2 separate regions of the Mus musculus genome follow, and region 1 is linked to region 2. A link is a contact called in public Hi-C data. All regions are on one chromosome and are shown on one strand. The core of a region is the stretch at or near the end of the contact, and the rest is flanking DNA. Distances in the headings are between cores, read along the strand shown. Region 1 holds the start of Elp4 (elongator acetyltransferase complex subunit 4). Region 2 holds the start of Eif3m (eukaryotic translation initiation factor 3, subunit M).

What was found. Hi-C and Micro-C count contacts between places; a contact is called where the count stands out from the background.
Region 1: a Hi-C map of pre-B cells shows a contact between it and region 2, with 6 times the contacts expected there. The contact joins the promoter of Elp4 here to the promoter of Eif3m in region 2. A contact is called at or near these places in 2 of 39 promoter capture datasets (erythroid cells and pre-B cells), 2 of 484 Hi-C or Micro-C datasets (muscle stem cells and pre-B cells) and 1 of 9 other capture datasets (adipose tissue).

Annotation. Positions count from the first base shown.
Region 1 is chr2:105,901,633-105,905,822 of GRCm38.p6, reverse strand. Elp4 (elongator acetyltransferase complex subunit 4) reads left to right here and starts at 1,259. Exons shown (of 10, transcript NM_023876.4): 1 at 1,259-1,554. The coding sequence starts at 1,335. It overlaps Immp1l (IMP1 inner mitochondrial membrane peptidase-like (S. cerevisiae)), which reads right to left and starts at 1,185. Exons shown (of 7, transcript NM_028260.2): 1 at 1,093-1,185.
Region 2 is chr2:105,014,369-105,018,498 of GRCm38.p6, reverse strand. Eif3m (eukaryotic translation initiation factor 3, subunit M) reads left to right here and starts at 1,472. Exons shown (of 11, transcript NM_145380.2): 1 at 1,472-1,553; 2 at 3,597-3,729. The coding sequence starts at 1,512. It overlaps Gm38521 (predicted gene, 38521), which reads right to left and starts at 1,378. Exons shown (of 2, transcript NR_165821.1): 1 at 1,296-1,378; 2 at 1-829.

The DNA.
Region 1 (4,190 bases), core at 10-2,509, 890 kb before region 2:
TGATGCAGGAAAAAAGAAAGGGTGGGAAGGAGGAAGGGAAAGAGGGAATGGAAAGAAAAAACCGTAAGTAAAGGTGTTGTGGTGGCATTCACCTGTAAGTCTCAGGCAAAGGCAGGCAGACTTCTGTGAGTTATATACCAACAGGGCTACATAGAGAGATCCTGTCTCAAAATAAATGAATGAATGAATGAATGAATCAATCAATCAATCCATATATCATGTATCACCCATCACTGTCAGCAGTAATTAAGTGACACAAGTATTGACTTAGGTCTCTTTTTCCGTTCAAACATTGCTTATCTTGGATGTCTTCTAGAAATCACTTAACCAATTCCTCCTCCAGTTCACATATGAAAAAAAAAATCAGGTCTGAATTACATGGTTTTTTTTCTACCACAAATAAAACTCATAGTGTAGTAGGAACCCTCTCCATTCAGATTCAAATTACTAGAAAAATAAGGTACAAATACATCTAATTCCACTCAGATTTAGGGGAGAGAAACTTCAAGTAGTTTCCGTTATTTGCAGCTGCTTTGGAGAAGTGACAATTAAATGTGTGAACAAGGTTGTCAGAGTAACACTTGCCATTCACACTGCTTAGGAAAGACCCTCCGAGATTTCCAGAAACACTAATTAAAATTAAGAAAAGCTGCTCACGGGGACTTGTCAGAAAGGTATAGTCTGTGAGAGTGGGGGAAGAAAGCCCAATGGTCTCGAAGTTCATAAACGGAAGTTTCTAAGTAAAGTCTACCTTAACCCAACCCACCTAACCCTGGGTTCTCACTGCCTTAAGCCCAAGAGCTCACCAGCCACTGAAGTCACAGTTACTCCTGTCCAGACAGCTCAACCATTCGGGAAATCAAGGTTTCGAGGAGAGGTAGTGGTGGGGGTGGTAGGGATGGGGAATAACTTTCCTTAGAGACCCAAGAGGTGAGAGAGGCAAAAAGAGGCGTCTCTCTGCTAAACAGCAGGGGAGAGCGCCAACTCGCAGTGGCTTTAGAAGCCCTGGGGGCGAATCGCTTCTCTTTCCTTTCCTTTTAACTCGTGAACGTAGGCACTCGCAAATCAAGAATGCCGAAGGACGGTACCCACCTGCGGCCCCAAACACCAACAGAAGTTCCTCGGCCAGGACTCAGACGGACCAGGGCCGCGTACACCCCTCCAGCTTTACGCACCGCACTTTTCAGCAATAGGCCTTGCGATTGGTTGACCTGCAAGGAAATCTCAGTTCTATTGGCTGCCAATGGCGTGTAGGCGGGACTTTGGGGCTAGCTCTGACAGGCCCCCCGCTCCAGTTCCCAGAGTTCCGATTGGGTCATCGTAGGAGCTTCAAGATGGCGGCGGCAGACACTTGCGGCGCGGGTACCCTCAGCTCCCGGTCTGTGGCGTCCGAGGCGGGTCAGGGCGGCACCTCTAGTTTCCAGAGGAAGGGCAAGGCCTCTGGGGGCCCCGGAGGGGGCCCTCGGCTGCTGTCCATTGCTGGCACGCGACCGTCGGTGCGGAATGGACAACTGCTGGTGTCAACCGGGCTCCCAGCCCTGGACCAGCTCTTAGGTCGGTTCAGAATAAATATGTGGGCGCGTTCCAGGAGAAACTTGGGGGAGGGACTCCTGGGCAGCCCATCACCCCTGTGCTTGGCCCGGCCCCACGCACCCATTTCCTTTTTCCCTCTCTTCTTCATAAGCATGGTTAGGATGACCTGCCCTGACAGAGGAAGACTGGGAGGAAACTTGCATGGAGATGTCAAGAGGTGTGCACTAAGCCCGCCTTAAGACCCAGACTCCTTACTCTTCTCTGTTCAGCACCTCATTTCTAGATGACCATGGACTCCCTACATGCCATTACCCTAAAATGATTACTACTGAAAAAGAAACACATATGGAAAGGAATTGGCTTGTAGGATCCTCTGCTGGTGTCTTAGGACTCCTTCCTTCCAACCCCGGGTAGCTTAAAGCTGGGACTAACCCACAAAACTTTTTAGAGTTTTAAAGAAGGGTTCCTTTAGAAAAAGTTGAAAGTATTGCCCTCTTTCCCACAGCCTGGCTACTCATCTTAAATAGTAGAGCGGTATGGTTCTAAAGAGTGGATGTTAAAGATGCCTGTTGACTCAAAGAAATGACAGTCCTTGGTATTCAGATAGTTCTACACCCCACCCGAGTTTCTTTTTTTTTTTTTTAATTTTTTTTATTAGATATTTTCTTCATTTACATTTCAAATGCTATCCCAAAAGTCCCCTATGCCCTTATCCCCGCCCTGCCCTCCTACCCACCCACTCCCACTTCATGGCCCTGGCATTCCCCTGTACTGGGGCATATAAAGTTTGCAAGTCCAATGGGCCTCTCTTTCCAGTGATGGCCGACTAGGCCATCTTCTGCTACATATGCAGCTAGAGACACGAGCTCTCAGGGTACTGATTAGTTCATATTGCTGTTCCACCTATAGGGTTGCAGACCCCTTCAGCTCCTTGGGTACTTTCTCTAGCTCCTCCATTGGGGGCCCTGTGTTCCATCCAATTGATGACTGTGAGTATCCACTTCTGTATTTGCCAGGCACTGGCATAACCTCAGAGGAGACAACTATATTAGGGTCCTTTCAGCAAAATCTTGCTGGCATATGCAATAGTGTCTGGTTTTGGTGGCTGATTATGGGATGGACCCCTGCCACCCGAGTTTCTTAAATATGTTCTTATCATCTCTGGAATTTTTTGGGTTTTTTTTGTTTGTTTGGTTGGTTGTTTGGTTTGGTTTGGTTTTTTTTTTTGGGGGGGGGGGTCGAGACAGGGTTTCTCTATGTAGCCCTGGCTGTCCTGGAACTCACTTTGTAGACCAGGCTGGCCTCGAACTCAGAAATCCACCTGCCTCTGCCTCCCAAGTGCTGGGATTAAAGGCGTGCGCCATCACCGCCCAGCATCTCTGGAATCTTTAATGCAAAGCCTACTGAAGAATATACTTGTTTCATAGAACTGATTTGTTGAAAGGATTGATTAGTTAAGTTAGTAGGACAGGCTGCATTTCTGTCTGACTGCTGCTTCATGGAAACGTGTGTTTACATTTTGTAACCCTTTTTTATAGTGTTTATTATATTTCCTTTAAACTTGGTGCATTTGTATAATATATTGCATTTACCATTGCTTATTCTTGTTCTTCACTTGACATTTTCTCTGGGTTCTGCTCCAGGCTTTTCAAGTAAGTTTAGCAAAAAGGAAAGTCACAAGACAGGGAGCGCATCAGGAACAGCATGGTTTCTTGATTCTATGATTTCTTGTCCTAAATGTACCTTGATTGTTTTCTACATAAATTTAAAGTAGTTTGACATAATTGTTTCAAACCCACTCAGTTGTATGATACTGGAAACATGATGCAAAATGCATAGTAGGTAAATGTGTATTTCACTTTTTTTCCTGTTTGGCCTCAGTTATCCTAGTTTTGAACCCAAAGCTTAGAAAAGTTTGCTAGTTTTAGTGAACTCTCACCCAGAAAGAAACTAATCTGCAAGATTTAGTGACAGCAGATCTTTCCTAACAGTCTGACCTATCTTTTCTACCTCTTAAATGTCTATATTCTTAATTAAATAGAGGTAGGTGCCTTAATTCAGTTGATAGTAATCAAACTCCTCAAGCAGAAGGACTGCATTTTCAGTATTGTACCTTCATTTCCTCATTACAAATAGTAAAATGTGCCTAGACCGGAGCCTGGCACTCAGTAAGTTCTTAATAAGGTCTTGATTGAAAGAAGAAGAAAAAAGCCTAAACAGGAAATAGTGAAGTATGAAAAGTGGAGTTTGGCATTTGAGCTCCAAAAATTGATTCAGAAATTTAATGCTATGAATAGTCCCCAAACTCTAGACCACCAGAGCTCGTGTTTAGCTTCATATTTAATCATCTCAGAACTTACACCAGGGCTATTGCTAATTTTCAAGAACTATTTTCAGGGAGTTTTGATAGTTTACTGAATTTAAGATTAAATATTTAACTATAGTCTTTTCACACCTGCCAAAAAGAACTGAGGGCACCTTTTCACCTGTGTTTCTATGGAGACGTGTGCTTGAACAATCATTTTGAAATTTGCAGAGATGCTTGAAGAGTGGAGGAGTTTAGTATTTGAGTCTAACATGGTAAAAATTAGTGTTCACTAAGAAAATTAAAATAGTAGCAATTGCTGAAATGTTGTATGTTTTGCATTATTGCAATT
Region 2 (4,130 bases), core at 223-2,722:
GAGCAAGGGTTGCCCTCCAGCTTCAGTGCCCGGGCCTTGGCCTAGTTAACTAGTATATTAGTGTGTTTACAGGACCACTGGGTATCTTCTCCCTCCTGAAATTCTGAGAAGACCATTCTAATAAATATGTTCTGGCTCAGCGCCCCACTCTCCTCTTACACCCTCTCTTCTCTCCTCTCCCCCCTCAGAAATCTGCTCCCCTCTTTTCAACCAGTCTCTCTTCCTTTTCTTCCTTGAGAACGTACCCCCCCACACACACTCATTCCACATTGTAACCCAGTACTCCAGGAAGATTGTCTTAGTGTGCTTCCCATTGCTATGATAAAATATTGGCCAAAAACCGACCTGGGGAAAAAGGGTTCATTTCATCTGACAACTCTCAGGTTAACCTCCATCGCTGAGGAAAGTCATGGCAGGAACCCAAGGCAGGAACCTGGAGGTGGGAACTGAAGCAGAGGCTTGCTCGCTGCCTGCTGACTTGCTCCTTGTGGCTAGCTTGGCTTACTTTTCAATGCAACTCAGGGCCACCTACCCAGGGTGGCACCACCCACAGTGGGCTGGGCCCTCCCATGTCAATCATTAAGGAAGAAAATACCTGACAGGCCATTTATTGGGGACATTCTATCAACTGAGGATACCATGTGTATATTCTCTAATAAAGTCTGTTTTTACTTTTTCAGCCCACTTTTTAATTGCATTTCCCCCTTATTGTTGCATTTACAATGTTCTTGATCTTCATGGCTCCAAGTTCTGCATCCAGGTTCAATCAACTGCAGACTATAATATTCTGGAGAAATATCTGTGCTGAATACGCAGACCTTGTCATTCCCTAGAAAACAGAGGACATAGAATTTACATTGGATTAGCTATTTTAAGTGCCCTGGAGATGACTTAAAGTACACAGGAGGTTATATAGACACGAACTAAGCCATTTTTATGTAAGCGTCTTGAGCCCCATAGATTCTGGAATCCTTAGAGGAGGGATCCTGGAGTCAATCCCTAACATACACTGAGGCACTGTGTATTCTGGATAAGTCCTTATTAATTAAGTGGGAGCATTCTTTGAAAACTAGTCACCCTTACTTAGCAAGGAGCATGGCCTAGCAACTGGACCAGCAAACTGGGAAGCATAACACAGGGGAAAAAAAAAATAGTTCCAAGGCTTTAGGGACAGGGGGCACCTGGAAAGCTCTCAGAGGCAGCAAGAGCTCTCTAGGCTCCCGAAGCTTTGGCCCAGGTAGGGTTCCGTGACCCGCAGGCAGCAGGCGGGCAGAGGACACTTTAGCCCAACCCACCTAAGTTTCCGGGGAGAGGGGAAGATTTCAGGTAGGAGCCTGCGAGGAGCTGAAGCAGAGGCCCGCGGGGAGGAAGTAGTACTGTGGGCCCCGCCCACGAGGCCCGCCCTCTGTGGCTGACCCGGAAGCGGTTGTGCGTAACCCTGTACGGCACCGCTCTCTTTTCCGGTCGGCGTGTTTCTGGATCGGAGCGTCTTCCGCAGCCCGGCCTTCACCATGAGCGTCCCGGCCTTCATCGATATCAGCGAGGAAGACCAGGTGCACGATGCTGGGCCCTCGGGGCAACGGGTGCGGGGGATTCCCGGGACGGAGCCCGTGAGGGGGAGCGCGCTCTCCTGACCTGGGTCTCGGCGCGTGCGCGGCCGAGGGTCCGGATGCGGGCCCGGTGGGCGCCAGGGCTCGTCCGCAGTCGTCGATGACGACCCAGAACTTTTCGGGGACAGGGACCAGCGTCTGCTAAGTTCGCGTGTGGCCCGCAGGAGCAACTTTGAGCGTGTGAATGCGGGCCTTCCGCGGCCACAGGCGACGGTGGCATGCATTTTACTAGTTGGCTCGCGTTTTCTGTTCCCAGGCGGCTGGGAGGCAGGAGCATCTGGCGGGCCATCCTGGACACTTTGAAGTTCACTAATTGGGGTTTACACCTGGGTGTACAGGACAGATGGCTTCTCCTTTTTCTGTAACAGGAGGTTAATTGTTGGGATGACAGTCTTTTAATTTTCTACAACCCAAACTGTTCTTCGTGAGCATGCATACGCTTTTATAATACCCACTGACAGAAACTTGGGGTTCCATATGTTACACAGGAGAAGAAAGGAAGTTATGCACACATAGAAAGATGCCGCATTAAGAGTATTTGACAGCAGAGGAAGCTAGAGTTCCCAGGCATTGACTAGTATTTACCAAAAAGGTACTTCAGGCCAGGGGCTGAATAGAGCCTTGGCATTGGCCATATTGTAGAGTGTCTTGTTGTCAGCAAGAATGATATAAAAACATTAAACTTAACTAATTCTTAGAAAAAGATTTGTAAAGCAGGAAGTGAACAAATGCTTTCTTTACATCTTGGTTAGATTATATATTTGTGTCATAAAGAAAAAGAATGATTTCTGCTGTTATTTTGCTTTTTCTAATATGACACTTGAGTTTTCAAAATATCTTTTTTATAATACCATGCCATCTTCTGTATAAAATTACTATGCTATTGTTTGGAAAAATAATTCCATCAGACCTAAGGGTTTGTTAGGTTTCTGAGGTCACCAAACACATTTGTGGGATTAAAAATGTTGGTTATTTTCCCCAAGGCTCTTTTGGCTTTGTCCAGACAATTTGACATCCGTGCTTTTTCTTTCCCCAACCCCCTTCTTGTTTTGATATTTGGGAAGTGTTTCACTATGGCTTGTTAAACCTTGGCTGGCCAGGAACCTGTAGAGATCCCCCTGCCTCTGCCTCAAGTGCTGTGGTCACAGTTATATGTCACCTCACCCTGCCCACCACCTCACCCTGGCACCTGTGCATTTTCTAATGGAACGCTTTATACTGTGATTCTTTAAGTTTTTATTCTGTTAGCTTTAAGTCATCTACATTTCTGTTTCAGTGCATGAATGTTAAACCATCGAAGGAAAAACGTTGTTAAAGATCCTAACTAGAGAGTAAAGTAGGAAACATCCAAATGACTTATTTTAGTAGTTATTTTGATAGTACCAAAAGTGCTTTCTGCCTCTGAGAGTGATGTTATGTTTTAAGATATTTGTTATACAGTGCATTGATAGACAATTTGATACACATACACTTTCATGCAGGCTGCACTGACAGGCATTATCTTTTTATATTGGTATCTCCCAAAATGCTTGTCTCAAATGGTTCTCAAGTTATTAGCAAATGAATAGACTATTGTCCGGATGATGACTGTGATTTTAGTAGTGCTATTTATATATACATTTGACAGCTATAAAATTTTCACTTACTGGGGGAAAAAAACCTCTTCAACTTTGCCAAGTCAGATTGATGTATCTTTAGTCCCCATCCCTCCCAGTGGAGACCGCTTAAATGAAATAAGTAAAGCATTTGCTATAGACTGGAAGTCCAGTGGATACAGGTGGCAGGAAACTGAATATGATCTTTGTGAACTATGTGTCTGCGTGGACTTTGTAGAGGGAGGGAGGGAATCAACACAATTGGAGGGTAGTTAGTTAGCACTTGCATGTTACTTTGGAAGCAGGGCAGATGAGTTTGATATTTGTGTTTTATCATAACTTGATTTTTACAAGTGGATCTAGAGATTTAGCAACCCTGTTTGATTCATAGGCTGCTGAACTTCGAGCTTATCTGAAATCAAAAGGAGCTGAGCTCTCAGAAGAAAACTCGGAAGGTGGACTTCATGTAGATTTAGCTCAGATTATTGAAGCCTGTGATGTGTGTCTGAAGGAAGATGATAAAGGTTTGTTTTAATTCATTCTACAAAATATTTCTTACAAGTTCTCTACCTTAAAGTTTTTCTTGTCAGTTATATGCTTTGGTTTGAGACTTAAGATTTTTAAGCAATGTAGAAGGGAAAGAATACAATCAAAAATAATTATGAAGATATTTTTCAATTAAATATTTTCAGTTAGTTTTAAATGTAATATTTTCATATAATTTCAGGGTTTTTTTCTGTTAGACCTATAAAGTAAGCCGTTCTGGGGGAACCTTTTAAAAAAACGGAAAAAGTGTGTGTGTTTGTACATATACTTGATGTTGATGGTTTTAAAATGAACTGAAGCGTTTGGATGGACATCAAAGAGGGTGTTATTTCAAGTAATATTTAATTTAATATTTAATTGTTCAGCTGCTGCCCATTGA